Linked DNA regions of Sus scrofa: regions 1, 2, 3 and 4 are each linked to region 5. A link is a contact called in public HiChIP or PLAC-seq and promoter capture Hi-C data. All regions are on one chromosome and are shown on one strand. The core of a region is the stretch at or near the end of the contact, and the rest is flanking DNA. Distances in the headings are between cores, read along the strand shown.

Region 1 (5,344 bases), core at 924-3,423, 460 kb after region 5:
GTTCCCTCTTTTTTGATATCCAAGGTTAGGGTTTTAATTGTTTTATCATCATTTTAGTGCCTTTGGAGGGGAGGAAAATTAGTGTCACTTTACTGTGTTAAATAAAATCCCCCTTTTGAAATCCTAATAGACCTCCATTTATTCAGTAACTGTTGATCAAGGCTCTGTAAGTTTCAAGTTTGAGAGCCAGGTCCTGGGTATTCAGAAATACATGTGATATGGCACCTAACTTCTAGGAGCGCATACGGTATGTAATAAATACTGTGCCAGTAGTGTGACCAAAATGCTGTTGGCTGTTGGCCCAGGTAGAGCCTGCCCCTGAAAAGACAGATACAGTCTTGGGGCCTACAAAGTGGCCAGAATGGTTTGACCCCAGTCCTCATGCCCTGTCGTGACTCCTATAACATAATGACTGAGCCTCGTGAATGGGCTGCCTAGAGTGTGATGGGTGAGATGGTTAAACAAACAACAGGCTTTAAGACCCGTTATGGCTTTTCCCAGCTGACTGGGAGGAGAGCATCTGGTTATCGCTATATAACTTTAAACATTTTCTAGAATAGTGGACCCCTGCTTCCTGGGGCAGAATGGGGTGGTGGGGGAAGAAGGAAAAATTCTGGAAACATATTTCCTGTTTCTTGGGAGCTAGGCCAAGCTGTCAAACGCTTGTGACTTTGTTCCCACGGAGGTTCTGTTGTCTTTGCCTTGGGCCTGATTCATTTTCAGAAGTGGGAGAAGGATTTAATCATGGGAATCTGACCACCAGTCAGGCTAGGGGTTAACAAGGTCTGGTCTGGTGGTAGGGAGTATGCTGCCTGCAGCCAGTGCCATTGAGGCAGGGCCCTAGAGACCACATTCTGGGCCTTAAGAGCACAGCCTGGAGTGGGTAGTGGTCCCTCAGTTTTGGCTCTGTAAGGACAGTGGCTGTTGCAAGGAATCAAAGCATGGTGCACAGTGTGGGGCAAAGGTGGCAAAGCGCTGAGCTGGGCGGGTGTGGGAAGGGCGTTGGCAGTCTGCTGAGCCCAGAGGATAGACAGTACTGGGAGAGTCAGCTCAGAATGGGGGTATTTGAAGTGAATGATCCCTCCAGGACACAGATACAGCAGCCTAGGAAAGGGATAACGGGGCCTTGGGGAGAAACCATAGCAGCCAGCATGGGCATCAGTCCTGCAGGCAGTCTTCAGAACTTCTTTCTCCAGCTGAAGCCCAGGGGGTTGGGTGTGGAAGGGCATCTGGCTCTTGAGGTGCTTCCTCACTCTGCAGGGTGGGATGAAGGCAGAGGACAGCCACGCTTGCAGGGGTCATCCCAGCTTTTCTCCCACAGCCAGAGCTCCCTACCTCTCTTCATTCTTCTCCAGGATGTCTGGTCAGAAACCTAGCCCTTACTTCCAGGCAGACTTCTCTCCCGAGCTTGATTAGGTCAGAAATGACAGGCCTCTGGATTGCGCCACCTCAGTGACATCTTTGGGAGCCCAGGTCTGTCTTCTTGTTCTAATCTTCTGGTTTCTCCACCACCAGATCACACCTCCTAATCTTTCAATGTCACAAGTGCCCAATACTCCCGGCTGTCCCCAGGCTTATTCTGAACTGCAGACGCTGTCCCCCAGTGAGCGGCAGTGTGTGGAGACAGTGGTCAACATGGGCTACTCGTATGAGTGTGTCCTGAGAGCCATGAAGAAGAAAGGAGAGAATATCGAGCAGGTGAGTGATTGGTCAGTGGCGGAGGTGTGCATGGGGGGTCATCCCCCCATCTCTGGAGCTGGAGTGGGGGCCAGCCTCTGTCCTAGAGTTGCTCAGATTCAAAGCACCATTGTCCTTATGTTTGGGGGCACTCGGGCTGCTTTGTTGGGGAAACCAGCAGCCTCAGCACGTCTGCTTTGGGGGCTGCTCTGAGACCCAGGCTGAGGGAATGCCCTGGGAATATTGGAGCTGTTGACAGTTACCCAGTTAATTCCTTTCTCTGCTTCTCCTGGGAGGGCACACTAGGCTTGAGGTATGTCAGATGTCTTCTTCCAGAAATGTTTATTCTGTCAGAGTTGCCTAGGGAGTTCCTAAATTTTGGGGGGCACTTTCTGACTTGGGTGGTTTCTCAGAAGACTTTCCTTTCTGGGCTGTGGACTGACGTCAGCTGGGAGGTGTGAGTCAGCTGTGACAGGAATGCCTTTGAAAAGTGGCTACTCATGTTTAGAAGGGCGTGCCTGTCAGCAGGTAGTCACACGGGTCCTGCTGTGTTGGACACAGTTCAAAGTACAAAGTCAAGTCCTCTTTTGATTCTAAGCCAAGCTGGGGAGCAGATGTCATACTTGTTGGTTGTGCATAAGACTTTTGGGAAGCACAGTCAGGATGGGCGGTAGATGCTTAATTAAGCCTTTTTCTTTTTTCTTTTCAGGGCTGTACCCATGGCATATGGAAGTTCTCAGGCTAGGGGTCGAATTGGAGCTACAGCTGCCAGTCTACACCACAGCCACAGTAACGCCAGATCCAGCCACATCTGTGACCTACACCACAGCTCACGGCAATGCTGGATCCTTAACCCACTGAGCGAGCCCAGGGATTGAACCCACGTCCTCATGGATGCTAGTCACATTCGTTAACCACTGAGCCACAACGGGAACGCCTAAACCTTTTTCTTCCCTTAGATTCTCGACTATCTCTTTGCACATGGACAGCTCTGTGAGAAAGGCTTCGACCCTCTTTTAGTGGAAGAGGCTCTGGAAATGCATCAGTGTTCAGAGGAAAAGGTAGGCACCTCATGCTTTATAAGAACCCTCCGGAAAGAACAAAGTCGTCTGTCCTGGGGGTCCTCCTGGACCACAGTCTTTATTCCTTCCACTGACTGTGGGCAGAAGTTGTTGAAGCACAGAACCTCCTGTGTGCATACGGCATTTGGCTAGTTTGGGTGTTAGGCTCAGATAATTGGGTTGAAGACTTATCTAGAAGCCTAGTGGAGGGAAGGGTAAAATCACCATCACCAAAAAAAAAAAAAAAAAAAAAAAAAAAGCAGGCATACTTTGGGATGATGGGGGAGATTGCTCATCACTTCACCTGGCTTGCTTGCTGGAGGGCAGCCCTTTCTGAGACCAGTATCCTCCTGAGTGGGAGCACGGATGCCCACAGTGGGTGGGACCTGAGTAAAGGTCAGCTAGAGTTGGGACTGGGCACACCTTCTGGAGGTTGATTGGCACCCACCTGTCACCCCGGCTTCCTCCATGGCCCTCCTCTGCTTGCTTGGGGACCTCAGAGGGGTTCATGAGGCTCTGGCGAAGGATGCAGGCTCCCCCAGCAGTCCCCTTACACACACATTGCTCCACTCAGCTATTTTCTGTGGCTGGAACTCTTTCTTGAGTCTACTCTCTTTTTTCCCTTAGATGATGGAGTTTCTTCAGTTAATGAGCAAATTTAAGGAAATGGGCTTTGAACTGAAAGACATTAAGGAAGTTCTGCTCCTACACAACAATGACCAGGACAATGCTTTGGAAGACCTCATGGCTCGGGCGGGAGCCAGCTGAGATAGGCCTTGCCTAGGCCCTGCCACGGAACCACCCCTGCCAGAGGCCCTGAGCAGCCCATCTGTGGGGAAGGAGAAGGGGTACACTTCTGGATTTTCTTTTGGGGGTGGAAGGTCAGGTGTGGAGACGGTGCTCGCCAGGTCTCTATGAGCCGAGGCCCTGAGCTGGGGAGAAAGTGGGAAAGATTTGGGCAGGCTCATGTGCCCAGAACTGTCCTGGCTCCTTCCATATTAAATGTATTTGTATTTTGAGAAGTGTCCTTCCCACCTTGGCCCTCCAGAGAGACTTCTCTGGTCTTTCTGGGGTCTGTTTGGCCTCAACCGGAACCCACCCCAGCTGCCAGAAGGAGCTGGGGAGAAGGGGTGGGAGGGCCAGACTCAGTGCTGCTTTGGGGCTAGATGTTTTCCTCCTCTGCAAGGGTGGACTGACCTCTAATCCAGGTTGAGTGCAATTGAGAGGTTCTTCCAGGGTTTTGTTTTTTTCCCCCTTCATGTCACTTAGTGTTACACTGGTTCTGCAATGTCTCTGAGGTGCAAAGAATGCCCTTTCCCTTGGGGCCCTAGTTTGCCTTTTCTGCTAGGCAATTGCATTACTTTCCTGCCCCAGCCTGTTTCTTTTGGTCTGGTTGAGACCACAGTCGTTTGCTACCCAGGATTTTAGAGCCCCCTTGTTCTAGGAACAGTTGTCATTTTAAGAAATCATTGGCCCCTTCCCAGTGCATCAAGTGGGGAAGAAAAAAACAGGCGGTGATTTGGTCACTCAGCACTAACTCCACCTCAGTTCTCCCTGGAGAACAGCCTCTCCCTCCAGCCCTTTGCTCTAGGATGACACAGTAACACCTAGTCATAGAAATCCGTCTCTTTGTTTTGTATTATGTTGTACATCATTAAAGATCTAAATACAGAGGATATACAGTCTTGATGAATCTAATGTAATTTGCTAACTATTTTCATTCTTCAGAGAGAACTACTAATAAAAATCTAAAAGGTATGTCCTGCTGTGATCATTTCTTTATTGCCAAGGGCTCTTTCACGGAGGGGTGGAGGTGAGTGGTTGATGAAGGATTTCCTGCTGAGATTTGCTGGGATTGGAATGGGACCTAACCATTTTCTGTTGTTTCAGTACTTTCTTCAAATTCTGGGAAGGAGCTGTGCCCTGGTTTTTGGTTTGCAAAGGCAGGCCAAGACGGGGAGGTCTCTTTAAACCTGCCCAAGTTTGGTCTCTGGGCCTTCCTGCAAGACTTACTGTGGAGATGAGACAGGCTGGCCTTCAGGGGAATCACCCGGAAATGAGGAACAAGCCCCTTGTCGGGTGAGCACCATCAGGTATATTATGTGTTCCACAGGCAGGATGGATTCAAAACTGCTTCCCCAGCTCTCAGTGGTGCTAGTATATCGATGGCCCTAGATTTATCCCTGAAGTTTCTTGTCCTTATACTTCATACTGTCTTCTAGTCCCCTTCCATGCTCTTGGTTCAGGTGGGTTCTCTAATTTTTTCAGTGATTGAGGAATGGGTGCTGAACCTTAAGGCTGGAAAGCACCAAGCTGGAGAGAGGCTGCCCTCTGGTGGTCAGATAAGGCATGGCCATTGCCTCAGAAAACTAGCCCCTCTTCTGGCCTTTAAAATTAATTTAAAATTACTTAAAATCCTTCCTTTAAGACCTATAAAAGTTACCCTTTACCTTTTAGTTTCATATAGGAAATTAGTTTCATATAAAGTGGGCATCAGGGCCAAGTCTTTGGCATGTGAATCTCAATATCATATGGTGGCCTTGCTAAGTGATGGGCCACCTGGAAGCCACTTGGTATTTCTTGTCTTAAGCTTCTTTCTGCTAAAA
Region 2 (5,567 bases), core at 1,505-4,004, 390 kb after region 5:
TGAGACACCCCCAAAACTTGGCTCTTTCTTTTTTTTTCCTTTTTTTTTGCTTTTTAGGGCCACACTCATGGCAAATGTAAATTCCCAGGCTAAGGGTCAAATTGGAGCTGCAGGCTAGGGATCGAATCTGCATTCTCATGGCTACTAGTTGGATTTGTTTCTGCTGTGCCATGATGGGGACTCCCCTTTTTTTCTTTTATGGCTGCATCCACAGCATATGGACTTTCCTGGGCTGGGGATTGAACTCTTGTGCCTCTCCAGCAACTTGAGCTGCTGCAGCAGGATTTTTTTTTTTTTTTTTTTTTGTCTTTTGTCCTTTGTTGTTGTAAAGTAGGCAAGTGGTCCAGAATACATGATTTCCTCTTCTCTGCTATTTCTTGGGCTGCTCCCGCGGCATATGGAGGTTCCCAGGCTAGGGGTTGAATCGGAGCTGTAGCCACCGGCCTACGCCAGAGCCACAGCAACGCGGGATCCGAGCCGCGTCTGCAACCTACACCACAGCTCACGGCAACGCTGGATCGTTAACCCACTGAGCAAGGGCAGGGACCGAACCCGCAACCTCATGGTTCCTAGTCGGATTCGTTAATCACTGCGCCACGACGGGAACTCCTGCAGCAGGATTTTTAACCCATTGTGCCATAGCAGGAACTCCTGGCTCTTTTTTAAAAGTTTTTTTTTTTTTTTTTTTTTTTTTTTTTTTTTTAGTTTTGGCTGCGTCCATGGGTTGTGGAAGTTCCCAGGGCCAGGGACTGAACTGGAACCACAATAGTGACCTGAGATGCTGCAGTGACAAAATGGGTTCCTTAACTTGCTGTGCCACAAGAGAAACCCACTTGGCTCTTTCTTCTTCATGGTTTCTCCTCCCATATAGCAGGTCTCTAAATCTTGAGTTGATTTCCTAAATCTTATACCAGCTTCATCTCCTAGTGTCTCTAGTTCAGATGTAAGTCTTTTACTCAATGCAGAAATCTACCATGTAGTCTCCAATTCATTTTAGTTCTTCTGATGAAGAGACTTGCTCAGTTCACTGTTCTCTCCACAGACCTTTGTGGCTGCCCATTATCTGTTGAGTAAAGTAGGCAAGTGATCCAAAATACATGATTTCCTCTTCTCTGCTCACTTCAATGCCCGCCTTCTGGACTATCTGTCTTCTCTCACTGTGATTTAAAACTATGACACTCTTGGGAGTTTTTTTTTTTTTTCCATTTTTTTTATTACTCAAATGAATTTATCACATCTGTAGTTGTATAATGATCATAACAATCTGATTTCACAGGATTTCCATCCCACAGCCCAGGCACATCCCCCCACCCCCCCACTCTTGGGAGTTTCTGCTGTGGCACAGTGGCTTAAGAACCTGACTGCAGCAGCTTGGGTTGCTGTGAAGGTCCAAGTTAGATCCCTAGCCTGGTGCAGTGGGTTAAGGATCCTGAGTTGCCTCAGCTGTGGCAGAGGTTACAGGTGTGGCTGGGATTCAATCCCTGGCCTGGGGAACGTACCTATGCTGCAGGTGCGGCCATTAAAAAAAAAAAACAACAACAAACTACTGCACTTTTCAAGTTACAATTATCTTCTCTGGAGTTCTGGAGAGAAAACAGGGCTGAAGAATTGGATATGAGACTGTACACATACTTTACTACTTCACTAAAAAACTGTAGAGGAGTTCCCGTCGTGGCTCAGTGGTTAACGAATCCGACTAGGAACCATGAGGTTGCAGGTTTGATCCCCGGCCTTGCTCAGTGGGTTAAGGATCTGGCGTTGCCATGAGCTGTGGTGTAGGTTGCAGACGCGGCTCGGATCCGAGTTGCTATGGCTCTGGCGTGGGCTGGCGGCTACAGCTCCAATTGGACCCCTAGCCTGGGAACCTCCATATGCCGAGGGAGCAGCCCAAGAAATGGCAAAAAGACAACAAAAAACTGTAGAGATGTAAATCTTTCTTAATCCTTTACTAAAAAGTAAATTTTTTTTGTGGTGGAGGCTGGGTCTATGGCATTCAGAAGTTCTGTCGCCAGGGATCTAACTCTGTCACAGGGGTGACCTGAACCACAGCAGGGACAAGGCTTGGATCTTAACCACTAGGGAACCAGGGAACTCCCAAAAGTCGATTTTCCAGAGCAATTGAATCCATTATACTCTGACTTTTTCTAGAGTTAACTGTTTATGCTTCTTTATCTTCCACCAATTAGGAACTTTTGGGAACAAAGATTTATCTTACTCAGTTATGAACCTCCATGCACTTGATTCCAGAACTCCAATAAGCGCAGAAGGAAGTAAACATTTGGGATTGGATTACCTGGTTTAAATTCCTTTGAAAGTCAGAACTGGAGGGAGATTTAGAGGTCACCTTTCAACTCATTCGGTTGTAAACAGGAAAAGTGAGGCCCAGAAAGTATCATAGTACTTTGCACCAAGTCAATGACCCGGGGCCAGATGCCAGACATCCTTATTCCCAAATACATCTCCTTGGTAAACCTTTGTGCGTCCCTTGGAGATTGATGGGTCGCGGCTTCCCGCCTGGGCAACTTCTTTAACCCTGACGCGTTACCCTCTCAGAGACCCATCCCCTTTCCTCCCTCCTTTCTGGTCAGCAGGGTTCACTCATTCCTTCGAAACGCTCCAGACAGGAGTTGTTCAGCCCTAGGAGAGATTAGTCACTTTACCGACGACTCCTCCCATTGGCTCGAGGGGTGGAGCGCGGCGCCATGACATCAGACGCCGAAAGGGGCGGAGCCGTGAGAGGAAGGAGGAGGGAAGCGGGACTTCAACATGGCGGCTGTGGTACTGGCGGAGGCTACGGTGACGGCCTGGCCTGGGGCGGCCAGAGTTGGAGGTGGTGGCGTTCGCTCTCCCTAGGAGCCGTCAGGAGCTCAGCGGGGACCGAGCCTGGGAGGCCGGTCGGCGGCAGCACCTTTCGGCTTCTGGGACGGCAGAGGCGGCGGCGTTCAGGTGAGGGGGCCTCCCGCTGGGGGAGGGGGAGAGGGGCGGAGTTGGGGGAGGAAGCCGGTACTGGGAGACGGATGGGGGAGGGACAGGGAAGAAGCCGGAGGCTGAGAGGAATGAAAGGAGCTGCAGCCCAGGGGGGTGTGAGGGCGAAGGGGACGGAGATGGGTGACTTGGGGAGGATTCTGGGAGAAGGGTCGAAGTGAGGGGACCAGAGTTGAAAGGGCGGAGGGCAGATGGGTTGCGGGAAAATAAATGAATTCGGATTAAGGGGACTAATACCCTCCTGGAAAATAGTCGCGGTAGAGTGAGAGCGCTCCGTGGGAATTAGAGGATGTTGATGCGAGGGACCCAGGTGTTAGTAAAGGTGAGTGATAGGAAGTTGAGAGTAAACTGGGGACGTGAAATGCAGATTTAGTTCTCCTCGAGGCGGTGAGATTTGGGAGAAAGAGAGACCAGACCCGGAGTGCATGATCTTTGGGGGTATCTTTGACATTGTCTGGTCTTCTCCGGGTATGTTAACCTTGCTTCTTTTGTTTGTTTCTTGGGTGGAGACTTATCTATACCTGGGGTTCACAAACAGCCCCAAATCTTTCGTGGGGAACATCAAGTTATAGTTCATTTATTTGTTCTCTATCAGTGATCTCTGACCTTTGTGTTATAGCCACATGTTCTTGTTTCCAGACGAGCTTCTTAAATGTATGACTGGGCATAATACATTTTATATTAAGCTGAAATGAAATTTTGAGAGTTTTTAGACACCACGAGTGTTGTAAAACCAGGTTTGGTAATTTAGTGACCTATTAAATATATTCTAACTCGATTTACTAGTGCTTTCTCTTTTTTCCTCAGTTCTGATTATTAGAATTTGAGAATTTCGATAGATATGATGGATGTTTCTCTTTAGAATTTTGTTACATTTGATGATGTGAAAAACAGGGCACTTAGTTTTTAGTGATAGCCAGCTCTTTCTAGTTAATGTCCCAACCTAGTTAAACTGAAAGTTTCTATTATTTTGTGAAAAAATGTTAACTATCTAAAGTCTAGAAAAATTACATTGTATTAGCCTACTTTTTAAAGTGGAATTTTTTAAGTTAAATTTTCCTAATCCATCCTGTTCATTCTTTCTGTTATTTATTCAACACTTATTCAATGCCTATTGTGTATTGCATTAATAAGACATTATAATTATGGAAATGGGAAAATTAATGTTTCTCTAGTGAAAATCTATCATTGCATAGCAAATAAATTATTAACTTGCTATGGCCTCATTGGAAGGAAAAGTGTTTTTTGCAAAGAAAGACTAAGGAAGAAAATTATGTGAATGTTTAGAACTTTCTGAATTTTTTTTTTGTTTTTTGTCTTTTTAGGGCCGCACCCACAGCATATGGTGGTTCCCAGGCTAGGGTTCCAATTGGAGCCATAACCACCAGCCTGCACCACAGCAACATAGGATCCGCGCCGCGTCCGCAACCTACACCACAGCTCACAGCAACACCGGATCCTTAACCCACTGATTGAGGCCAGGGATGGAACTCACAACCTCATGGTTCCTAGTTGGATTTGTTTCCGCTGTGCCACGATGGGAACTCCTGAATTTTTCTTTTGTTTAGTATTTGACTGATTTCATCATGACATACTTTATAACTGAAAGATTTTATTGTTCTTTTAGATTTTGAGGAAGACAATAACAGTATCCTAATATGATAATATTAGGTCTGTGAACAGTTCTCATCAATAGTTGTTAGTTCCCACTTCTTAGACTGGCAAATGTCACTTTATCTTGTGTGACTTTTCTTTGATGTCTTGACTGTGGTAACATACTTAAAATGAAAATTCCTGGAGTTCTCCTGTGGTGCAGTGGGTTAAGGATCTGACGTTGTCACTGTAGTGGCTTGGGTTCAGGGTCCCTACTATGGTTTGGGTTCAGTCCCTGGCCTGGGAACTTCTGCATGTGCCAGGTTAGGCAAAAAGAAGGTTCCTGAAGTTTAATTCAGTGCCTGAAATTCTCTCCGAGTTTTTTCAGTATTACAGATATTATTTTCATTACCTCAGAGTGTAGATGTCAGTATTATACATTTTTTTTCCTGTTCTTTAATTGTATTGTTGAATGTTTTGCTGGCTTTTCACCTGCAGATTTTTTTTTTTTTTTTGGCCACACCCAAGGCATGTGGAAGTTCCCAGGCCAGGGATAGAAACAGAGCTTCAACTATGGCAATCCTTAACCTGCCTCACCACAGCTGGAACTCATGTAAATGATTTTAAGTGTAAATCCCGCCCCTCCTCCCTCCGAATAACTCAAACCAAAACCACCATCAGTTCATCATTAGTCAGGTAATTTTCTTCAGGCAGTCTTTCTCAGGAAATGCAAAATGTAGGGTGCAGTACCTTAAAGTACACATTAAATAAGCTTCCTCTTAGAATCAGGAAAACCTTGAGTTGAAGCTTAGCAATCAGCTGGATTTAGTTTCCCACACAGCATGGGAATCTGCCTCTGGATCAGGAAGATAAGTGAAAGTCTCTTGCTTTTCCAGAATCTGATTTCTTATTGGAAAGCGCCTTTAGAGAAAGAAGAAAACAGGGTGTTGCTCTTCTAACCTGTAGCACACAGTTTCTTTTCTTTGTTC
Region 3 (5,700 bases), core at 2,048-4,547, 380 kb before region 5:
TACAGGTGCCGGCCTACACCACAGCTCAAGGCAACATCAGATCCTTAATCCACTAATCAAGGCCAGGGATCGAACCTGCAACCTCATGGTTCTAGTCTGATTTTGGTCCTAAAAAGCACAAACACACAAAGAAAGAAATTTTCAAGATAAGTGAAATAAAAACACTGTGGATTCAGTTTCCCAAGAGGCCCAACAACTTCCAAATACTGAGAGAACAAGCAACAATTTTCAGCATGTGACAGAAAACTTACAGGCCATTTATAGTTAAATATATATAGTTAAACCTTGATCTTGGGCTTACTATTAAGGAGTCTGGTGCTGAATTTGTTCACATAGACAGTAAAAGTTCACTGCACAATGCTATGATACACTTTTTCTTTTGCCTTAAAAGCTCCTATGTGGCTCACACTGTATTTCTACTTGACAGCACTTGTATAGGGGGTCACACTGTCCTGACTGGAAGGGGTTTCAGATCGTAATTTAATCAATTCTCTTTCCCAGGAGAGAAACAATAATCAAAAAGTAACAACTGATGTTTATTATGTGTTTACTATATACCAGGGACTATTCTAAGCATTTTGGATTCATTTACCCTCAAAACAACCCTATGAGGGAGTTCCTGCTGTGGTGCAGTGGATTAAGAATACAACTGCAGGAGTTCCAGCATGGCTCAGAGGAATCGAACCCAACTAGTATTCATGAGGATGCAGGTTAGATCTCTGGCCTCAATCAGTGGGTGGGAGATCTGGCGTTGCTGTGACTATGGTGTAGGTCACAGACTTGGCGCAGATCCGGCATGGCTGTGGCTGTGGTGTAGGCTGGTGGCTACAGCTCCAATTTGACCCTAGCATGGGAACTTCCATATGCCTCAGGTTCCACCCTAAAAAGGAAAAAAAAAAAAAAAAAGAATCCAACTGCAGCAGCTCAGGTTGTTTCAGCAGCACTGGCCTGGTGCAGTGGGTTAAAGGATCCAGCGTTGCCACAGCTGCAGCTCGGATTCAATCCCCGGCCCAGGAATGTCCATATGTCACAGGTACTGCCTTTAAAAAAACAAACAAACAAACAAACCCAGAGTTCCCGTCATGGCACAGTGGAAACGAATCCGGGAGGTTGCAGGTTCGATCCCTGGCCTTGCTCAGTGGGTTAATGATCCGGCGTTGCCGTGAGCTGTGGTGTAGATCGCAGATGCAGCTCGGATCTGGTGTTGCTGTGGCTGTGGTATAGGCTGGCAGCTGTAGCTCCAATTAGACCCCTAGCCTGGGAACCTCCAAATGCTGCTGCTGTTGGGGCCCTAAAAGCACAAAAGGCAAAAAACAAAACAAAAACCTATAAAGATGGCATTACTCTTATGTCCATTTTACGTGAGGATGTGACCAAGTAACAGAGGTAAATGGAAAAAAAAAAAGATTCAAACTGGCAGTGTGGCAGGTAGCATCATCCCAGACAGGAAAGCAAACACCTTTTTTTTTTTTTTTTTTATCATTTTTGGCGGCCCTGAGCCATATGGAGTTTGTAGATCAGGGATCAGATCGGAGCTGCAGCTGTGACCTATGGCAATGGGATCCTTTAACCCACTGTGATGGAGACTGAACCTGTGTCCTGGTGCTGCAGAGACAATGTCAATCCTGTTGTACCACAGCGGGAACTCCCCAAATACCCTCTTAAAAACAGTTCCTGCAGGAGTTCCCTGATGGCCTAAGGATTTGGGGTTGCCACTGCTGTGGCTCGGGTTCAATCCCTGGCTTCCATAGGACACTTCCACTTACACTCCTAATATGAGACTCCATCCTTGCAAAGAACTCAAATTTGATATAACCAAAATCAAATTCACTTCCTTCAAACACAATGTAATACACAAAGAGCTAAAAGCTTTGGAGATAGGCTGGGATTTCAATCAGAGTTCTTTCACTAACTGTGACTTGCAGACAAGTCAATTAACATCTCTTTGCCTGTTTCCTCATCTGTTAAGAAAAATACCTACCCTGTAGGATTGATCAAAGGGATTGACTACAACACATAGTGTAACTAGCATAGAGAATACTTAGTAAATAGCAGCAATTACTGATCACAAAAACATGCTGCAGCCAAGGCTGGGAGGATGGTCAGTGCCCGATTTTATTCAGGCCCCAAAGGGTGGATTCCTTTCCAACTCCTGCCATAACTGTCTTCACTGTCCATCTTTGCTTTATTTTTCTCCACAACACTTACAGCCATCTGCTAAGCTATCTTACTTACTGATTTTGTCTGCTGTCTGCCTTCCCCATCACAATGTACTTTCCCTAAGAGCAAGGGTTATTGTCTGTTTCGTTCACTACTACAGTCCCAGGGGCTAGAACAAATATACACAGTAGATCTCAGTATTTGCTAAATGAATAAACCTCCCTTCCTCCTATGGCAGATCTTCAGGACAAGTCCTCTCCTTTACACTCAGGACACAAATGTTGTCTGCTGACTTAACTACTAAGCGTTGGCAAGAACAAGGTGGAGGATGGAGTCCTGGAGAAGTTTACTGAAGACTTTCTTCAATCATTCGTTAGTCCCCCTCTCTCCCAAATTTATCATTCTCCTTGCCCAATCTCCAAATTCTGTCCCTCCTTTGTGACTACAGAGCTCACACGCTAAATAAAATTCAGCGCCAGACAGAACCTGATAAAATAGTCGTTCATTCATTCTAAAAGCAATTATTGAGCCTTTACGATGGGCTGGGAATTGGGACTATAATGCAAACGAGTCCCTAGGAGCTATACAGGTTAGTAGGATGGGCAGAAAAACGGTGACGATACCAAAAGCTGTGCAGAAGAAAGCAAAGGACGGTGCACGCACAGGGAGGAAACCACCACGGTGTTCGATGGGGACGGGAAGAGATGGATGGCGTCGAGCCCAGCCCCCTTGTGCTGATAGACCGGAATCCAAATAGGATGGCTAATTTGCTCAGTTACAAGGTACAGCAGAAGTTGGCGAGGGCTAGAATTCAGGTTTTCCAGGAGTCTCCTTCCCCCAGCCCCGCGCCACCTTCCACAGGGCTTTGGGCTTCTCATCTGCTACCTCTCTGTAGGTCCACCTCCAAGGTAGCCAGATCCCAAAAGCTTCTTTATAGGAAAGGAAATGCCCCTCCGCTCCCCAGCCTCTCGGACGCCTCCCCCGAGCAGCTTCCACCACCTCCCACTCCCACCCCCGCAACCCTCTGCCTCCCGGCCCCGGCCACTTCGGTAACATTCCCACTGCAGGACTCACTCCGAGGACTCGATTTCGATCGACATGGCTCTAGCTTCCTGAGCGCAGGCCTCACTCCACTCTAAGGCCCAGCCGCGCAACGCACCAACGACACCTCCGGCGGCCCCTATACGTCACTTCCGCTCGACGTCAGACGCAGGCTCTGGGCGCGGTCTGTACGGAAGAGGGGCGTGGAGTACGTGAGGGGCGGAGCTTCAACTCTTCTGTCGAGAGTTGGAACATAGGCACCGGCTCCTATAGAATCCTTTCTTTTTCTTGGAGGGGAAGTTATCCTTAAAGGACTGGTTTTAAAATTTTTCTTTTTTGGTTTACTTTTTAATTAGTTGACTAGATTTAAAGGTATAGTTGGATTGGGAGTTCCCGCTGTGGCGCAGTGGGTTGAGAACCTGACTGCTGCAGTTCAGGTTGCTGAGGAGGCATGGGTTCAAAACTAGCGCAGAGCATAGGTTACAGCTGCGGCTCGGAATCAGTCCCTGGTTCTGGAACTTCCATACGCCATGAATGTAGCCAATAAAAAAAGAGTTGGATTTACAATACATCTCTGGGAGATTAAGACATTGGAAACCAGTGGCCCAGTTAGCAACATTTGTAGAAGAGTTCATTAAGTTTAAGTGAATAAATGAAAGATTTTAAAGCCAAAACACATTTAAATTAATCTGATTAAGTTTGGGCCTTAGGGATTTGCATATTCACTTCTTCGAAAGAGCTAGATTACTTGTAGCATTTCCAACTAAGTATTTACTTGAAAATGGTTTCACAACAGTGATGCAATTACAAGAAAAACGACGAAGGCAAATACAAATATGTAAAAGGAGATTTGCGACTTCTTTTAATAGACTTTAAGCCATACGTAATTAAATTAGCAGAGACAAGTGAAAAGTAGAGATATTAATGAATTTCATGTAGGTTATTTTTTTAAATATTTTTTTGCCATCCTTTGTAATTTTTAAAAAAATATTTGCAGCACAATGGTAAGAAATCTGTGTTGTAAAATTTGTATTTTTAAGCCATTCCCACAGCATGTGAAATTCTCAGGGCCAGGAACTGAACCCCAGGGGGATCTGTAACAGCAGTGACAACACCAGATCCTTAACCCACTGAGCCACCAGGGAACTCCTGACTTTTAATCTCTGATTGACAGCCAATGCTCAGCATCACAAACTATCCTCATCCATGTTTCCTCTGTAACAGCAGATTTGACTATGACATTTGTTACTTTATATAATCAAACTGCACTCTTTACCTAGTTAGGAAGTTTCTTCCCCCACTAAACTAGTTGCTTATGTAAATCTTCTGTATCCCAACTATATAACCCATCAATTTCCATATCATTCCCATACCCAAAGCATAAGCTTTATTACCTTGCTGATCCCTTATTAGCAATTTGATAAACTGTGACAATTGCTAAATATCAACTTGTCTAGGATATTTCATTTTTTGGTTTATTTTGTTTTTGTCTTTTTGGGGTGGGGGGGGCTGCAGCCACAGCATATGGAGAGTCCCAGACTAGGGGTTGAATCAGAGCTGTAGCTGCCGGCCTATGCCACAGCAACACTAGCTCCTTAACCCACTGAGCAAGGCCAGGGATTGAACCTGCATCCTCATGGATGCTAGTCAGATTCATTTCTGCTGCACCACAATGGGAACTCCTAGAATATTTCATTTTTATCACTAGACAAATGAGGTCTCTCACATCTCTCCACCTGTACATGGATAAAGAACCTCAAACAGGCACACAACACAGACAATTTCTAACCTCTAAAAGGAAGATGAATACACTGCACACTCAAGAGCTGGGTCACAGCCTCCTAGACCTAATTTCTGGTTAATAAACAGCCTAGAGTGACCCCAAGGGAAATCCAGTCTCCTGATCACGTCCCCTTTCCAGAAAGCTGGCCCTTCCCAGAAGTGCATGTCTCTGCAATTCGTCTCCTTAATCCAGCAGAGGGCAGGCCAACCACAGGAAAGCTGCCATTGTAAACTAGGCTAACAGGTGTCCAGATAGTTTAAAAAGGAGAGGTGTATGGGAGAGAGATCCCCAATAAGATGGGCAAAGGAAGTAGAAGGCAAGGTCAATATTTAGGTGCTAAAATTGGGCAACTGTTTGTCCCTTTCTCTTAGGTTAGACCCATTTTATCGAACATGATAACAAGGCAAAGTCTAGAGAAAAATTATCGCATAATTCTACCTGCTCATGGCAAGACATGACTCAGAGTTCTTCTAACTCAACCTCCACTTTTTTTTAATTTTTTATTTTTTTAATTTATTTTTTCCCACTGTACAGCAAGGGGATCAAGTTATCCTTACATGTATATATTTCTTTCCCCACCCTTTGTTCTGTTGCAGTATGAGTATCTAAACATAGTTCTCAATGCTACTCAGCAGGATCTCCTTGTAAATCTATTCTAAGTTGTATCTGATAACCCCAAGCTCCAGATCCTTCCCATTCCCTCCCTCTCCCGTCAG
Region 4 (5,441 bases), core at 2,000-4,499, 300 kb after region 5:
TTCTGAGAAGAACATCACTACTCTGAATGCTGTGTCCCCCTCTTACAAAGGACAGCAGGATCCGTGGTTCCATCTTCGAAAAAAATGATCGTCTGTTCCTGGGGCACCACAGCCACTTTCTCAGTCATTCTCGGGGTCCCCTCCACTGAAGCAGATGGGATCTATCACCAACCCTGGTTTATGTAAGAGGAGCTGGTCACCTTACTCAAATCCATAGTTATTAGAGCAAGGACTAGCATGCTCCCTCATTTCCAGTGTGTTTTTCCAAGCACCATACTACTTCCCTCAGGGCATATCCAATCTCAGTCAGATCCCAGAGCTCGAGACCGGGAACAAGCAGGTCTTAGCATTTGCCCTTGACATGCCTTAAACCTTGAGGGAACTTTTGTGTTCTTTTGTTCCAAGGAATCCTACCACCCCAAGCTGGCCTTTCATCTGGTCATTTGGGGCCTTTCCTACTGCCTCCTGGCTATTCATACTCAAATCACTTTGCACTGGAATAATATTTGTTTATTTTTTTACTTGGCAAAAAGTCAAGTGCTACATTTTTAAAAACAAAATCTCAAACAATCAAACGCATTACCCATCACAGAAGAGGGTCTGGCAAAAGTATAAAACATCCTACTTAAGATTTTTTTTTTTTAATATACAAGTCGGTTTAAAAACGAGAGAAGTTCTCTGAGAACTAAGAAACCTACAGCTTTGTAGTTTAATAATAGAAAAAAATTAAGACAATTAAAAGGTCTGTAGCATCCAGCATTTTGCTTAATTCCCTGTTGATAGCACCTATGTGTCGCTAGCTTAGAAGATGAGAGTTCTAGAATCTGTGTGTATGTCTTGTACCACCAAGACATAGTGGACTTGCTGCCCCTCCTACCCTCTGGCACCAGCCCCCATCACCAAGGAGAACACACTCTTTTTTTCAAACTCCTCACTTCCACCCAAGAGGATAAGTGGGAGAGCAACTTCAAAACTGGAGTGCAGGAATATGACTTCCTTTCCCCAGAATGGGCTGCTGACAGAAGCAGAGTATGCGCTTAGAATGGAGGAGGAATCTGTGGGTGGTAACAGCTGTTCTGCAACATGATGCATAACAAGCAAGGAATAACTGGACATCACGGTCAGTCAGTTGCCTGGAAGTCTAAAAACCTCAGACTAAAGAGACAGTTCAAGGGAGGAACAAATTACTAATCACATCAATGCTTTTACATGCACAACGTCACTGGCTGTAGGCCACCCCATCACCAGCCTGGGCTAAGCCAACAGAGTTGGGGGGTGGGTAGTAGCTTCAACCCCAGCCCCACTGTATTAAGAAAACAAATGTTCCACACATGAAGCACTTGCTACACAGAGATAAATGCCCTGCTCATTCCCACCCTCCAGGACTGAACCTAGTTTTGAATAAGAAAAGCAAAAATTCACTGAGGAGATTTGAAGAAAGGCAAAGAAGTTTCTCCCCAAAGCCAAGAGGACCGAGTATGTGAATTTTAGCATACTTGAGAGTCCCAGCTCCAGGCCCCTGAGAAATCAGATCAGGTCTTGTTTGAGAGGAAGGAGAGGGGGGCTGGGATGGAGGTTCTTTTTACCAAGTCCTACTAACCCTTCTGCAGCCTCCAGAGCTGCATCTTGGATGGAGACCCTGATGTTTTAGGGGAGTGGCAACTGACTTAAGCAGATGGGAAACTGAAATGGAAGTGACACAGACACAGAAATGTTCTCAACTGGGGGACACACTGATGGGAAGGCAGGTGGGAGATGGATTACTTTGGAGACCTGGTATCAGAGTCCCCAGGACTTGCAATCTAACTCAAAGGGTTTTCCTTTCTGTTTTTACTTCCTATAATAAGTGTTGTTAGACTGTATAAAACAAGATAAAGACTAGTCCTAAAGCTGGTCTCTGTGAATAAAGTTGTTTCTTTTATAAATATTTTAATTACAGTAATCCTCACTCCAGGTAATTTCAGTGACACACTGTACTTGCAGGCACACAAGTTCTCTCTCTCACACTCACACACAAACACACACACACAGCCCCCAAACTTTCACAGAAAGTCTGACAGCAACCATATAATTATAAAGAAGCCCTACCTCTGAAGAGTGAAGTAAGGGTGAGAATTAAGAATGACTACGTCAGCCTAAAGAAGCCAGAGAGGGGACAGTGTGTGTCACTTAAAGAAAAAATACAAACAGGAATTAACAACGTTTGGTTGAAAAGCAGAAAGAAAAGACAGTAAAATGAAATTCTGATTACCAAAAATGGAAAAAAGGAAAGAATCAAAAGACTCTAGATTTCCATACAGAGCTTCTTTCTGTCAAGTGCCTCAACTATAGGCAAACTCCGCTGTTCCCACTAAAATATGAGGGCCTCGCACAACTGGAGAAAAATCAAAAGAAGAAATGGAAACTGAGGATGGAAGTTAGTGTAAATCTCTGCATTTTGGAAGAGAGTTAGTTGTCATTAACTCCAGAGCCCAGCATAGTTTCCATGGAGCCCTGAAGGGAGGGGACCTCCTGCCACAAAGAGTTTCGTCCCGGACGAGTCGTAGCAGTGGGTGTAAACAGCATTAGGGAAGAAATCAATGTCCGAAAAGTAATTCCTCCAGGTTTCATCATGATTCTATGGGAAAAAGAGAGATTCTATTAGCACTTGCCATGGGGCAGGAAAGGGGAAAGAAGGGAGAGGAATGTTTCCTGGGCTCCTTAAGAGGAGAAGGTCCTATAGCTATAACCTGATACCAGGAGACTGATGTTTATGGGAACTGGGCCTCATTTTTCCAAATGAACATGAGGGAGGAGCCAAACAGGCTGAAGAACTGCTATGTAAACCTAAGGTCTCAGGACTGCTGGAACCAAGTGCTTTAAGAATTCACTGGCAGCCTCAGTGGGAGGTTCCTTCTTCTTCTGGCTCTATTATCACCTGGGGGTTAACCTGGGTCAACTGGTATGTCTTACTGGGCCTCTGCTTTCCCACAGACAAGCAGTCACAAAAACAAAATCAAGGGAAAGTGCCTTTCTCTGCTCTGAAGAGTGCCTCTTACTAGTGAAAAAACTATGTGGGTAGGTAGTGTGTCAGCAGGGGTGGGAGTGGGTGAGTAGAGTGAAGACAATTTTTTGGTCACTGTCCGGCAGGGGCTTACTCACCAGCCAGCCTTTGCCAGTGGTTAGTTTCAGATTCTCCCCTGCTAGCCTGGGCTTGGACCCATAACAAGCTGAGAGCCTCTCTTCCAGGAATCTCTGAGCTCGGATGTCATAGAACAGCAGGGAGCCCTGCCCTGTGCCCACAGTGATGATGTGCTCATAGAAGCTCACTGACCGGATCCCTAAGAGAGAAAAAGTACAGCAATCAAATTCTGCTAGCCTGAATTTCTCTGAGAGAGTTCACATGGCACCCTAAATACCACAGTGCTCTTCCCAAGGCAGACACAGCTCATGCAAAAGCCAGAACCCTGATGCCACAGTGCCCATGCACACGCTAACAGGAACCTTTCCATGAGCCTCCGAGAAGTACCAGAAGCCCGATGATGCCCAAGATGCTTCTGGCCCAACCATAAGTATGCCTGGAACCTCCTTGCCACTCCTAGACTCACTCTGAAGTCATCTTCGTAACTCTAAGCTCTTCGCCATTATACATTTCCAATCCATGCTAAAACTGAGGGTAATCTACATATTTATAAATCATTACATTAACAAGAACTTTCTTGTACTTGACCTAAAACCACTACCATGGCACTGCCAGAGGTCTTTATCTGGAATTAGGTGTGTTATGAGGGTGGCAAACAGCCTAGAACTGAAGCATTCAAAGGAGCACTGTCTCTTACTTATACTGTGAATTTAAGCCAAGTCGTCTAATCACTCTGAGTCAGAGGGAAAAATACATCTGCTCTATCTGTGGATCAAATAAGTGCACTGCATATGAAGATGTCTCTAGGTACATATGAGGTGCTCACTAATATTTGTGAAATCAGGATTTCCTTATTAAGTATGAAAGCTACTCCTGTAAATAGTAACCAAAATCTCTGGAAATTCTGTATGGTAGACATCATTCTGGCCAAGCCTGTTTATTTTTTCCCTCACCAGTCTCCTTACAGACATTATTCTCCCTGTTCTAAAATGTGAGCATTTCAACTATAAGTGAAAACAAAAAACCCAAAGCAAAGGCCATCTTTGCAACATTTGCACAAAAATAACTACTGCTTGAAGAGAGAAGCTAAGTTGAAATCCACACTGCCTTTTAGGACTCTCAGGATAACATAGTCATGTTTTTGCATGAGAAGGGGGACAATGTGAGATGAAGAAAACACACTTTGTTAAGCTGGTTAATTTGGATTCTGGGAGTTCCCATCGTGGTGCAGTGGTTAACGAATCCGACTAGGAACCGTGAGGTTGTGGGTTTGATCCCTGGCCTTGCTCAGTGGGTTAAGGATCTGGTATTGCCGTGAGCTGTGGTGTAGGTTGCAGACGAGGCTCAGATCCTGAGTTGCTGTGGCGTAGGCCGGTGGCTACAGCTCTGATTGGACCCCTAGCCTGGGAACCTCTGTATGCTGCTGGAGCAGCCCTAGAAAAGACCCCGCCCCCCCAAAAAAAGGGAGGCTGAAACCTAAGTCACCCACTGATCTCAAATAAATATCTTCTTCTGCTTTACTGAAGTATAATTAACATACAATACACTGCATATATTCAAAGTATATAATTTGAAGTTTTTTTGGTTTTTTGTTGGAGTTTTTTTTTTTTTTTTTCCTGCAATGAGCAGCAGCTTCATGTGGGATCTCAGTTCCCAGATCAGGGACTGAATGCAGGCTGCAGAGGTGAAAACATCAAATCCTAACCACTAGAACACCAGGGAACTCTTCTATAACCTGAAGTTTTAACATGTGTATATATCCATAACACCATCACCACAATCAAAACAACAAGCATATTCATCACTCCTAAAAATGTCCTCGTGGCCCTCTGTAAACTCCTCACCCCACATCATCCCTTAGCACAAAATGAATTGTACAGTTCAGGGGGGTTCCAGCAAAGAAGTACCACAGGACATTCAGTAGGGCTCTGTGAGAGAACACAGACACCACTAATATCCTGAACACTGGTTTCCACCAATGGCTTCTGTGGCTACACATCTGTCAGTGGTATTTGGAGCTCTGCTGCCATATGCAGGTATTCAAGCTTCCCTCTGTGTCACTAAACACCCCCACCAGGTGCCATAAAGTATTTGTTTGGAAACCCATAAAGAAACCAAAGGTCAAAACCCATTCACATGGCAGCTGGAAGCCTAAGGGGCACACGGGACCTCTTACCACTGCCTCGCTCCCTGGAGCAGACGGACTTGACGTTGTACGATGGCTGCCGTGGATCCAAGAAGGAGACATGAGCTTGGGAGCCCACTGCGTACACTGACCATTCACTACCATAAGCCAGGCACACATTCTCACGGCAATATG
Region 5 (5,344 bases), core at 1,155-3,654:
AAGCTGTGAGCCTTCTAGTCACGTATATGTTTATTAGCCGCCCACCTTAGGGTCATGGCATCATGAATATTGTATGAGTTTGTGAGTTGATTTGAGTCCAGGAAGTGGCTTCTGGTCTGGATGCCAGATGTGTATTCCAGTGACTTAGGCTAGGCACCTGCTACCTTCTGGGTCAGGGTGGGGCTGTGATAACTTTATGTGGGCGAAATGCTTTGAAGATGAACTTTCTGCCTATTTGTCTACTCACAGCCTTGCTATTAAAGGTGTCAACATCATCTCCCATATTTCCAGGTCAGCAATCTTCCTGTCCCTAAATTGAGTGGTGAAGGACAGGAAGTTAGAACCAGTCATACACCATCATTTGGGGAGGAGGGGTTGCATTGACTCAGATATGCTCTAATTCCAGTGGAGTTTGGTCTCAAGACCTAAAGAATAGAGTTGGGAGCTAGGGAATGATTCTTTAAAATACTGAGACTTCAGCTCAGAAAAAAAGAACAATAACAAAAAAATGAAGGGGATCTTTCATTTGGTTATGCATAGTGACTTCCTTCTAAAGAGTACAATACAGAAAGGTAAAAAGGGTAACTTTACAGTGGAGGAACTTGGTATCTTGCCTCAGCCAGGTGATCCAGGTCAATATCAACATTAAGTCATGTTAATATTATAGTCTCCTGATATGATGAAAATATCATTTTATCCCTGTGATCTTCTCCCCCAAACCCCAAAATTCTAGTTTAATCATGAGAAAAACATCAAAACTATAATTGAGAGCCATTCTACTACTTGACTAGTACTCTTCAATACTTTTATGGTCATCTAAAACAAGGAGAGTCTGAGAAACTGTCATAGTCAAGAGGAGCCTAAGGAAACACAAAAACTAAATATAGTATGGTGTCTAGGAGGAATCCTGAAACAGAAATGGGCATTAAATAAAAACTAAGGAAATGTGAGTAAAGACCTCAGTTAATAATAAAATTATCAATGCTGGTTCACTAATTGTAATAAGTACTACACTAATGTAAGATGTTAATAATAGGATAAATTGGTTGCCAGGTATATGGGAACTCTTTGTACTATCTTCTCCATTTTTCTATAAATCCAAAACTTTTTTTTAAGCCTACTAAAAAATTGAGATGTATCCAAACATAGCTGTGCCTTAAAATTTTTTTTTCTTTAAAGTCCTATTTATGGATAATTTACCATGTGCTAGTCATTGTGCTAAATTCTGTACATAGATGATCTTGTTTAATCACTACAATTGTTTATATGTTAGGTATAATTAACTCTCTTTTACGGAAGGAAATGAACAAGGAAGAGGTAATATAATGAAAATGGTGGAGCTAGGGTTGGAACCAAGGATCTTTCTGATCCCCAAATTCTAACTATGTGGAACTCACAGTATCCTGGCCTTTCTAGGAAGTATTCAGGCAGTATCATAGGACATGCCTTCCTAAGAGAAAGCGGTATTCTAAACCATGGGGACTGAAGACTGTCTTCATACCTCACTTCAGTTATGATTGTCTTGAAAGTTCTCCAGTTCTAGATTGGACTTTCAAGCTGAAAGGATCTGTAGGGAGGTCAAAGTTCAACCAAATACATCGTTTTACAAATGGGTAAACTGGGGGATAGCCAGAGCACTTGCCTCAAATCACACAGAAAAGGGCCAGAAACCCAGGTTCTGTCTGTATTATTATTTCTCTATTTCCTACAATTTCTTCATTGTAGTTAAGAAGGGAAGTAGAAACTGGCCTATCTGCCTTCTTCATTTCTCCAATAGGAAACTGCCCCCCAACTCCCTATGCGGGTGACACAGCTTTCTCAAGGATACAATGGCATGAGAACTGGATATGCAGAAGAGATGTCGGGACGCTTGTTCCCACCAATAAGACCCACATTATCAGCACATCCTTGTCAAGCATCTACTGAGTGCAGGGAGAGCAGACTGTGTCACTGGAAGGAAGCGGGAGGGAAGATGGATCAGGGCTCCTATAAGGAGCGGTGCAGAGGCCTGTGGATACACCGAGGGGAAGGAGAGCGAAAGCAGTTTTAGGATCAGAGGTCCCTTCCGGGGCGCGCCTTGACACCATGGCGTCAAGCCACACAACTGTCATTTTGGGGCCAGGGGCAATCTCCTGCGGCCACCCTCGGCCCGCACGAACGCTTGGCCCTTTAAGGGTGGGGGACACGCGCCAGCGTCACAAAGCGCCGCCACCACGCGGGGCAGCGGAGAGGAGGCGCCCAAGTGGGAGAAAGAGGAGGAGGAGGAGGAGGAGGAGGGTGAGGGTGAGGAGGGCGGGGGAGGGAGGGGCGCGCGCACGCGCGTCGGGCCACCCTCCGCCCCAGGCCGCCCTCCCTCCCGACGCGCGCCCCTCCTCCCTCTCTCTCTCTCTCCCTCCCTCCCTCCTTCTTCTCGACTCCGTCGCTCCCGCGGCGCGAGGCGCTCTCGCTCTTCTCCTCCTCCTCCTCCGCCGTCGCCCCTCCCCCCGCGCAGCCGCCGCCGCTGCCGCCGCCGCCGCCGCCGCCGCTGCGAGACCCCCGCGTGCCGCCCTCCTCCCGCCCTTCGGCTCCGCGCGCCCTTCGGCCCCGCGGCCCCCGAGGAGAACGAGAGGGCGAGCGAGCGCGGCGCTCCCGGGCCGGCTCGGCCGCGTACTCTCACCATCGCCGGCCCTCCGCCGCCTTCCTCCAATTCCACCTCCTCTCCCCCCCCCCCAAGTTGAGGCCCCCTCCGGGGGGGGGAGGCCCGGGACCAGGAGCGAATTTCTCCAACTCTCTCCACCCCTCCCCCACACGGCCTGAGTGCGAGGAGAAGGGCTCGGCCCGGCCCGCGTCGTGTGAAGAGGAACCGGGCTGGCCCACGGGCCGTCTGGGGCCTGGTCCGGGCCGCCGGGTGTGTGAAGACCGGGGCCCGTTGCGGCCCGGCCGAGGGCGAGCGCAGGGGAGGGGCCTGGTCCGGCCCGGCCGGTGCGTGAGGACTGGGGCCCCGGCCCGGCGCCGCCGCCGCCGCCGCCGCGATGGCCCAGCAGCAGATGACTAGTTCGCAGAAGGCCCTGATGCTTGAGCTGAAATCCCTGCAGGAGGAACCGGTGGAGGGCTTCCGGATCACCCTGGTGGATGAGTCCGACCTCTACAACTGGGAGGTTGCCATCTTCGGACCCCCTAACACCCTCTACGAAGGCGGCTACTTCAAGGTACCCCCAGCCCCTCTCCAACCTGGCTTCCTCGGGCGGAGGCCGCCGCTTTCCGCTCTTTTCCCGGCCAAGAGTGGCAGCGCGGGTGAGCGGAGGGGGCTCCTCACGTCGGCAGCCCCCTCCCCCATCCGTGGAGGCAGGAAGGCCTCGCTGGCTCTCCAAGTGCCTTTTCTTTGTCATGGGGGCGGGGGCGGGGGCGGGAGGCCAGACTGCACCGGGAAATAGGAAAGTCTCTGTGGCTAGGGTAGTGGCTACCCGAGGAGGAGGAGGAGGAGAGCGGTCTTTGTTTTGTTTCCCCAGCTGAGGGTGTGCGGGAAGAAAGGTGGTCTGTCTTTCCCCTCTCGTCCTCCCATCGGGACCATCTCTGCGCCGGCTGGAACTACCCCAGAGGGCAGAGTGACCTGCACTTATGGGATTGGACCTTTCTTTTGGGGTGGGGGTGGGGGTGGGGGAAGGGTATCGGTCTGTCATTCCAGAGGCTGCCTGGTGCCCTGACATTTTGGGGATTTGCTGGGCTTCTTGAATAGTGGTGGTTCCAACTTCGCATTCCAGTGGGCGGTCATGAAGAATAGGACCCTAGCGCTGGTAAACAAGGTTGCCTGCTTTTTCTAGCCATTACCTACTTTAGAGAACTTGAATCTAGCCCCTTTTCTGTCCTCATTTTCTATTTACTTCAGCCGTGTGTCAAAATGCCCTTTGTCCTCACCCTGCTACCAACTCTACTGACTCCCTCCCTCCCCCGGCCCCACATGTAGAAACACCCACAGAGGGCGGAACAGGTGATGTAGGGGGATTGGTTCCCACCTTAGTGAGACAAAATTGAAACCTTTTGCTCAGGTGGTTAACTGGCAAATGGAGGGTGATTTCACGGATGAAAAGTATCACCTGCGGTGGGATGGTGTCACAGAGTAGGACGACTCCTTAGCGACCGTAGACATTGTTTCTATTTTTTCACGATTTTAGAGCAGTGGTTATTATTCCTGAATCCAGTATTTTTTTTTTTTTTATTCCACGGTAGATAACTTAGAGGTATTGGGGATTTTTAATTTTTGTTTTTACCATTTTTGAAGAGGCAAATCACAGATTGAAAGTTGAATATTTTAAATGGTAGAGGTACAGAGACAGAAGAAATGAGTGCTTAGGAATTCGTTTAATTTTTTATTTCTAAAATTAAGTCAAATAGGACTATGAGTCAGTCTTAGTTTGTTTTGAAGGGAGGGGCTATCTTGGCAAAAGTTTTAAATGAGTATCTTAGTCATGTAGTATGTGTATTTTTAAGGACTACCTAATTTAGTTTCTACTCTTTTTAAAAGTAGAAGCCTTACTTTCAGGCTTGAAATTGGGTCTATTTTGTAGAAAATGTGAAGAATTGATAGGGGAATGTTTAATATTCATGTTTGTGAATAACCAGATACCTGGTTAAAGGCACGTATTTAGTATTTAGAATATTGTGTATACCCACTACATGCTTAATGTTTTGTGGTCACCATATACTGTACTTTTCAGATGCAGATACTTGCAATATGTACTGACTGGCCTTAGAGAAATGAAGTTTAATTTCCAAAAAGTATCGTTGTTTGGGACAATCCATAGTCAAGGTAAAAGGATACTAGCTAGAATGATCTTACTCCAGTGCAATTTGTTAAAAACAACAACAAACTGTATGTGAAGGAAACACACTGGGTTACAAATTGTAATGTTTTTGCTTAAGTAATTGGGAAAGGAATGTGGTGAACCCTTTCAGTTTGGAATAGGTAGTATGGAAGGAAGATTCGGTGTAGCATACACTGATTTAAATGCTTTTTAATTTCAGTCCTATTTAAAAGGAATGGTTTAATCTCCAGTTTGTTTTTTTTTTTTTCCTTTGTGACATGTAAAAAAAAAGTATGGAAATTCATAAACAGGTTTTGCGTTTTAGTCTCATGTGAGAATTTTGTTTTTTTCTGCTTTTTCCCCTTATTATATGGCTTTTTGTACCAAAGTTCTTTGTTGGAAAAAGGCAAATTTATGGTTCTGTGCAGTTAACACTAGTAATAGGTTTAAAACCATTGTTTTTTATTTCACTGCTTTTGTCCTAAAACAAGGCTTTTAGTGTGTTCCACTACAGCTGCAGTTAAAAGTTGGCACAGACCTTTCTCTACTACTGTTCTGCCTTA

The links. Promoter capture Hi-C pulls out the DNA fragments that hold promoters and counts their contacts. HiChIP or PLAC-seq counts read pairs in DNA pulled down with a chosen protein or histone mark.
Region 1: a contact with region 5 is called in a promoter capture Hi-C map of liver, with 4 times the contacts expected there. The contact joins the enhancer-like site here to the promoter of UBE2R2 in region 5. A contact is called at or near these places in 2 of 5 promoter capture datasets (fetal skeletal muscle and liver), 4 of 47 Hi-C or Micro-C datasets (embryonic fibroblasts, fetal skeletal muscle, heart right ventricle and 1 more) and 1 of 2 datasets of contacts at active chromatin or transcription factors (alveolar macrophages).
Region 2: a contact with region 5 is called in a promoter capture Hi-C map of fetal liver, with 4 times the contacts expected there. The contact joins the promoter of UBAP1 here to the promoter of UBE2R2 in region 5. A contact is called at or near these places in 2 of 5 promoter capture datasets (fetal liver and liver), 1 of 47 Hi-C or Micro-C datasets (liver) and 1 of 2 datasets of contacts at active chromatin or transcription factors (alveolar macrophages).
Region 3: a contact with region 5 is called in a promoter capture Hi-C map of fetal skeletal muscle, with 2.9 times the contacts expected there. The contact joins the promoter of SMU1 here to the promoter of UBE2R2 in region 5. A contact is called at or near these places in 1 of 5 promoter capture datasets (fetal skeletal muscle), 6 of 47 Hi-C or Micro-C datasets (alveolar macrophages, embryonic fibroblasts, liver and 3 more) and 1 of 2 datasets of contacts at active chromatin or transcription factors (alveolar macrophages).
Region 4: an H3K27ac HiChIP or PLAC-seq map of skeletal muscle shows a contact between it and region 5, with 3 times the contacts expected there. The contact joins the enhancer-like site here to the promoter of UBE2R2 in region 5. A contact is called at or near these places in 2 of 5 promoter capture datasets (fetal liver and liver), 7 of 47 Hi-C or Micro-C datasets (embryonic fibroblasts, heart right ventricle, liver and 3 more) and 2 of 2 datasets of contacts at active chromatin or transcription factors (alveolar macrophages and skeletal muscle).

Annotation. Positions count from the first base shown.
Region 1 is chr10:32,551,395-32,556,738 of Sscrofa11.1, reverse strand. UBAP1 (ubiquitin associated protein 1) reads left to right here. Exons shown (of 8, transcript NM_001267841.1): 6 at 1,516-1,698; 7 at 2,637-2,738; 8 at 3,366-4,496. The coding sequence ends at 3,506. KIF24 (kinesin-like protein KIF24) reads right to left here. Exons shown (of 14, transcript XM_013980172.2): 14 at 3,976-5,344. Among named protein-coding and RNA genes, the nearest start is that of UBAP1, 72 kb to the left of the region's middle. Within about 2 kb of position 2,173, at least 19 of the 83 cell types and tissues checked have an H3K27ac peak or open chromatin away from gene starts, as enhancers often do. A contact at or near this core is called in liver, where this site is marked.
Region 2 is chr10:32,623,221-32,628,787 of Sscrofa11.1, reverse strand. UBAP1 (ubiquitin associated protein 1) reads left to right here and starts at 2,754. Exons shown (of 8, transcript NM_001267841.1): 1 at 2,754-2,946.
Region 3 is chr10:33,396,980-33,402,679 of Sscrofa11.1, reverse strand. It overlaps SMU1 (DNA replication regulator and spliceosomal factor), which reads right to left and starts at 3,297. Exons shown (of 12, transcript NM_001243898.1): 1 at 3,235-3,297. The coding sequence starts at 3,260.
Region 4 is chr10:32,709,994-32,715,434 of Sscrofa11.1, reverse strand. DCAF12 (DDB1- and CUL4-associated factor 12) reads right to left here. Exons shown (of 9, transcript XM_021064687.1): 7 at 5,298-5,441; 8 at 3,142-3,320; 9 at 495-2,617. The coding sequence ends at 2,459. Among named protein-coding and RNA genes, the nearest start is that of DCAF12, 39 kb to the right of the region's middle. Within about 2 kb of position 3,249, at least 5 of the 83 cell types and tissues checked have an H3K27ac peak or open chromatin away from gene starts, as enhancers often do. A contact at or near this core is called in embryonic fibroblasts and skeletal muscle, where this site is marked.
Region 5 is chr10:33,011,533-33,016,876 of Sscrofa11.1, reverse strand. UBE2R2 (ubiquitin-conjugating enzyme E2 R2) reads left to right here and starts at 2,404. Exons shown (of 5, transcript XM_021064700.1): 1 at 2,404-3,188. The coding sequence starts at 3,012.